Linked DNA regions of Mus musculus: region 1 is linked to region 2. Evidence: chromatin contacts called from public promoter capture Hi-C data. All regions are on one chromosome and are shown on one strand. The core of a region is the stretch at or near the end of the contact, and the rest is flanking DNA. Distances in the headings are between cores, read along the strand shown.

Evidence for each region. Promoter capture Hi-C pulls out the DNA fragments that hold promoters and counts their contacts.
Region 1: a promoter capture Hi-C map of pre-B cells shows a contact between it and region 2, with 4 times the contacts expected there. The contact joins the promoter of Stt3a here to the promoter of Mre11a in region 2. A contact is called at or near these places in 3 of 39 promoter capture datasets (cranial neural crest, liver and pre-B cells).

Annotation. Positions count from the first base shown.
Region 1 is chr9:36,766,363-36,769,062 of GRCm38.p6, reverse strand. It overlaps Stt3a (STT3, subunit of the oligosaccharyltransferase complex, homolog A (S. cerevisiae)), which reads left to right and starts at 1,441. Exons shown (of 18, transcript NM_008408.5): 1 at 1,441-1,513. It overlaps Gm26787 (predicted gene, 26787), which reads right to left and starts at 1,176. Exons shown (of 4, transcript NR_166654.1): 1 at 1,023-1,176.
Region 2 is chr9:14,783,397-14,786,096 of GRCm38.p6, reverse strand. Mre11a (MRE11A homolog A, double strand break repair nuclease) reads right to left here and starts at 1,443. Exons shown (of 20, transcript NM_018736.3): 1 at 1,340-1,443; 2 at 569-666. The coding sequence starts at 588. It overlaps Ankrd49 (ankyrin repeat domain 49), which reads left to right and starts at 1,524. Exons shown (of 3, transcript NM_019683.4): 1 at 1,524-1,577.

The DNA of each region.
Region 1 (2,700 bases), core at 192-2,691, about 22 Mb before region 2:
TTAGCATTTTTTTTTTTTTTTTTAAAATAAAACGTCTGAGGTGACCTCCCACCATATAATGCCGTGGTAAAAGTCTTCGTCAGTTTCGGGCACTGTAATCTTTTGTTTCCCAGACTCTAGAACTGTGAGAAATAATTTATCTATGTAAGAAATTAAGCTAGGTTTTGAAGCCACAGGAGTTTGAATGTATGTAAAGTCCTCATGCTTATCTCCTTCAGATTAAGATGCCTGGAATTAGCTCCTCCTGCCTCAGACTCTGGGAGCACTGGCATCACAAGTGTGTGCTTTGCCGTTATTCTTGCTAAAATAAAACTACATGGAACATTTACTATAAAAACAAAAGAGAAGAGGTATTGAGTTAGGTCCTGGTGTAAAAACTGGTCATGAGCATTTTGAGGAAATGCATTATTGTAATAAGTACTGATTTCAATAGTTGGTGCTTCCCTTCATGGGAGAGGAAAAGAGAAGCCAGCGTCACTGGCACCAAATATGAATGGTATCTGGATGGTCTAATCTTACCGTAGCCTTTGGTTTGAGGCTTGTAAGGCATGGAAGTGTTCGAATTAGTACATCTGTTTATATGTATATATCGGAAAAGACTGGAGTTTGGCAGCTGAAACCCCTTCCTGTGCCCGTTCTCAGTACCATCCTCGGAGGGCCCGGGAGGAAAGGTCACCCTCGCAGGGGCCCGGCGATGCTAAGCTGCTCCTGATTGCCCAGGGCTAGCCGCTCCGAGCCTTGAGATAATTTCTGCAGGCTATTGCCGGCTCAGCCCGACTCGGGCGGTGACACCCTAAAAAGGCCTCCCGGGCCCTTCCATAAAGTCAGACCTGAGTGAAACGTTTCGGTGAAATTTGTCAAAGGTCCCTTTATCGAGGTTACTGCAAACACAGAAACAATTCTTGGGCTTATTAGTTGACACATCTTACACAAGGTGGGTTCGTGTGAACCATGGAGGCTGAGAGTTTTCACAACATATCTTCTCTCCTTTAACCGTTTAATAGGTAACGGGCCATTTCTACCTTAAAAAACAAACGGATCTGCAGCCCAACTTTTCCGGACGTGGTACGACTGCCGCTTTCTTTACGTATTTCCGCTTCTGCTCATGTGACCAGGGTACAGCGTCCACTCCTTCCTATCGCCGCTCCTTCCTGGTCCGCAGACCGACACGTCACTGCTCGGCTCTCAACCAAACTGTTCAGAGCACGCTCTTTCCGCGCGTTTCGCTTTCCCGCGCCGGCCTATCACAGTTCGGTGGGACTTCATAGTCACGCCTCTCAACAGGGTGAATGACAGTCACATTGTCCATTCAAAAGGAGGAATCCAGACTCGATCCACGCCCTCGAAATGACAGACAGAACCGTTATCCTGTCGGTCCCCTGAAATATACATCGACGGAGGCTAGCCAATGCGGAGCGGGCAGGGAGGCGGGCCTTGGCTGCTGTCAGGGTTGAGTGCGCCGCTGAACGGATGGCAGGGGGAGCAGAGTGGGTTCCTGAGGAGCATCCGTGAGGTGAGAAACTCTGGGGTAGCGCTAGAGGATTAGCGGCAGGTGCCGCGCGGGCTGTTGGCCGGCCCGAACGAGGTGCTGGACACAAGCCTGTAGAGGTGGGGAGCAGAGCCTGCCTGCGGCCTGGGCGGAGGAGGGGGCGTGGAGTGTGAGATGGGGACGTCCAGGCATTGGGGCACCAGACGATCTGAGGAAGGGTCTTGGCAGAGCAATGCACTCTGGCCATGAGGGCGTGGGGCACAGGATCCTGGGACTAGCTTGGAAGGGCCACGCGGAGTGTGCTGAGATAGTGGGTTCGAAGTCAGTGAGGGTGCACAAGATGACGTGGAAACGTATGTGGGAAAACCACCGAGGCTGCAGCCCTAGAATTTAGAGCTCGGGTGGGTCAAGGCTTGCAGACACAGCTGAGAAGCAGAGAGATGATGAGCAGATAAGAAAAGCGTCCTTTCCCTTTCTGTACCCTATCGGTGTGTGGAGATTGCCAAGAACGGTATGAAAACTCGCAGTGTTTAGCTTTAAAGTCCAGGTTTTAGCACTCTCGCTGCCTTTGCTTACTCTTCAGGTGTGTGGATCATATTAGCTCAGTGGTGTTTAGTTTCCATGTCACTTATCTCCTGAGAACAACTACAAACCCAAGAGATGGGACTGAGTTGTTCACTTCCCAGAATTAGTGCGTGATAAGCCTTCCCTTTGGAATTATAATTAATCACACCAGCCCAAACTGCTCTTTTGGTATAGTTAATTAAAGGAAAGATGTTAGACTTCGCAGTGTGAGTCTTCGTGTTTTCCATTTTGTCCAGTGTTTTCCTTTTGCAACCCCCTGGTCCCTGGAAAGAAGGGAACAAGATAATGCAGTTTCCCCTTTCCCAGCATAGTTTTGAACAGTGCTACGTTTTCTCAGTTGCCACACTCTTTGTTTCTTAGTCCTTAACATACCAATTGTCTATAATTGATCACCATTCTGAACTGTCTGCAGATTGCTTCCCTTACCACCATTCCAAAATTTATTCTGGTCTAGAAGAAACAAAATTATTATTATTATTATTGTAATTTTGCTCTAGATTTTCATCTGGTGCTCCAAGTTCTCTCTGGGTCATGAAATGAGTTACAGGGAAATAGACCTGAGCAGTAGTTACAGTTTGAACTTTGAAAATGAATATGTAGTGGGTGGCCTGAGTATATTTCTCTCT
Region 2 (2,700 bases), core at 194-2,693:
ACGAAGCCCTGGGTAACCCACAAACTTCTCAGCTCCCACAGCTGTACCCTTCCACTCTCATTCAGACCTCAAAATTAACTGGAAAGGAGTATTATTAGTCTAGTTATGCAAATGAAAATAAAACCAGGCAAGCCAGAGAACTGCTGATCTTCCTAACATTAAACAGCTAATTTTGACCAAGAACTTGAAACCAGAGTGGAAGACACCACTCGTGTTCAAGGATTTTCTTCTGCCACCTGACTTCTATAGTCCTTTTATTTCTTTCCATTTTGTTCAAATTCACTTCAACTAGGGTAACTTACTCTAAAGGACTATTTATAGACTCGAGACTAAGACAAAGCCAGAGAGCATGAGCCTCCCTGCATGGCCATGTAATTACTGCAACACATTCATCTATTGCTCCACCTCATTATTTATTTATTTATTGCTAATAAGCATAAGTATGTGCTTTTAATTATGCATGACAGACGTTTTGGGGGATACTCTATCCATTATTAAATTCTGTTGCTGTTTATATTAAAATATCACTTTTCTCGTAAGGTCATCACAATTAATATGTCAGGCTTACAGTGGATCTGTGGGGCTCATTTTTATAGTAGAGTTCCTCTGTACCAGGTTCCTCTCCAAGTGTTCAGGTATGTCAGAAAAACCACTCGAATCCAAACTCTAAAAATAAATACCAAAATGCACATATTATAAAGGTTGCACATATTTCACTAACATGAGCTCAGTTGCAGGGTAGACTTTTTGAACAAGCGCTAGTGATTTTGAGAAAGTCCTATGTACGTCTTCAACACTTACTATAATTGTTTCATGACCTAAGAACAGAAAGCCACATCCTGAAGTGAAGTCCTAATTGCACTATCACTACTATTTCTCTACTATCTTCTTCATGAGATTGGTGTGTAGTAAACCCCTGGACAGGAAAAATGAAACGTAACTTTCTACGTGCATAATTTAAGCTGCTCCGCGCAGGACTTTGAATCAGAGGCCACCCCATACTCTTAACACTAACATGGGTTTTATGGGGCAGCCCACATTTAAAGACAGAATAAATAACCAACACATGGTCTAAGTGGAACACCTCGCATCCCCAGCTCGGCGAAGGCGGCGCTGCCACTACAGGAGACCTCCCACCCGCGGGACTCCGAGGCGGACTCCGAGGCGGAACGCAGAGCCCGCATCCCTCCATGCCCACCCGGCCCGTCTTCCCTAACGGCCCCACGCACTCGGGGCTTCCGTTCGCCCCGGACCCGCACGCTACAAGACCGTAGCAAAGCCTAAGTTACCCAACATGGACTTGTCAGAGTCGACCAGGGAGGCCACAAGCCATCTCTACCTCAGGAAAAGGGGGCGGGAGTCTCCAGAACCACAAGAAAACCGCTCCCAGAAACCTGAATTAGGCGCGGGAGAGCGGCATCCGTACTTCTCGCGAGATCCATTGATGACGTGACATCACAGAATGTCTAGATTCTCATTGGCTACAGAATGGCTCCGTCACCTCACAGGAGCCAATCCTGAGCAGCGAAGGGGCGAACCCGGAAAGGAAGTTCTCGGTGAGGTTCTCTCTGTGAAAGGTGAGGCGCGTGTCCGGAGCGGTGGGGCGGGCGGCTGTGGGCGGCCGGCCACCTCGCAGGTAGCATCGTGGCAGAGTCTTCGCTTTGCGATTCGGAAGGCCTCGCCTGCTAGACCAAAGACCTTTCTTCCCTGCTTCCCCTGACGATCGCCCCAGAAGCCTCGGTTTTGTGTTTTCAGAGAACCTTGAAGAAAGTGCAGTAGAAATGATTTGGAGCCTTGAGTTAGAGCAGACCCCCTCAGGACCTCAGAAGGGCCCGTGTACCGCAGCGACAGTGATCTGTCAGTACCCGAGCGCAGGCCTCTGAAATGGGGGGCTCCACCCAATGAGATGAGAACTGGAACAGTTGCTATCTCTCTCAAAATGGAGGGTTCCCTTTAAATTAGGAAATGCATCCTATTCCTCCATAATAGTATGCATCGAGCTTTATACCCAGAGTCGAGATACATTTGGGTTTGATTTTTTAATTAAGCATACCAAGACAATAAGTTAAGAATTAATATGAAGGAGTTTTCAGGTGTGGGAAGGGGGGCTGCGATCTGTGCCATATTTTGGTTAGTGACATCTGTTAAGCGCTTAATGAATTGGTGTATAGTAGCTTTTTAAAAAATGAGTTTGAAGTGAAAGGAAATATTGAAAATGTTAAGAAAATAGTTCTGATAGTTCTTTTAAAAAAGAAAAAAGAAAAACACAATGCTGCCAAAACCTTAACAAATCCCTTAATGGAGTTTATAGGCCCTAAGAAGTCATTGGTCATGATTCTGATACTCTTGTCACTAGTGATGAAGCTTAATTGGACAATGGAATATTAAACTTGAAATTAAGTAGAACAAATCTATGAGGAGTGTGTATAACTAAGTTCCTCTTAGAGGCCATTCAGAGCAAGATTAAATGATAGGTCTTAAGTTTAATGATACAAATAGTTCTTAATGCAGGTTACATACAAATGGCATAATAATCTGTGTTAAAGATGGCCTATCCTTAAAAGCTTAATAGCAAAACAATATAAGACATAGCACCTGAAATAATAAACATTAGATTCTAATTGGGTCAACAGAAAGAAGTGGTAACACTAACAATAGCAACAAAAAACTGCCAAATTCAACAAATATGGTTAAAAGATT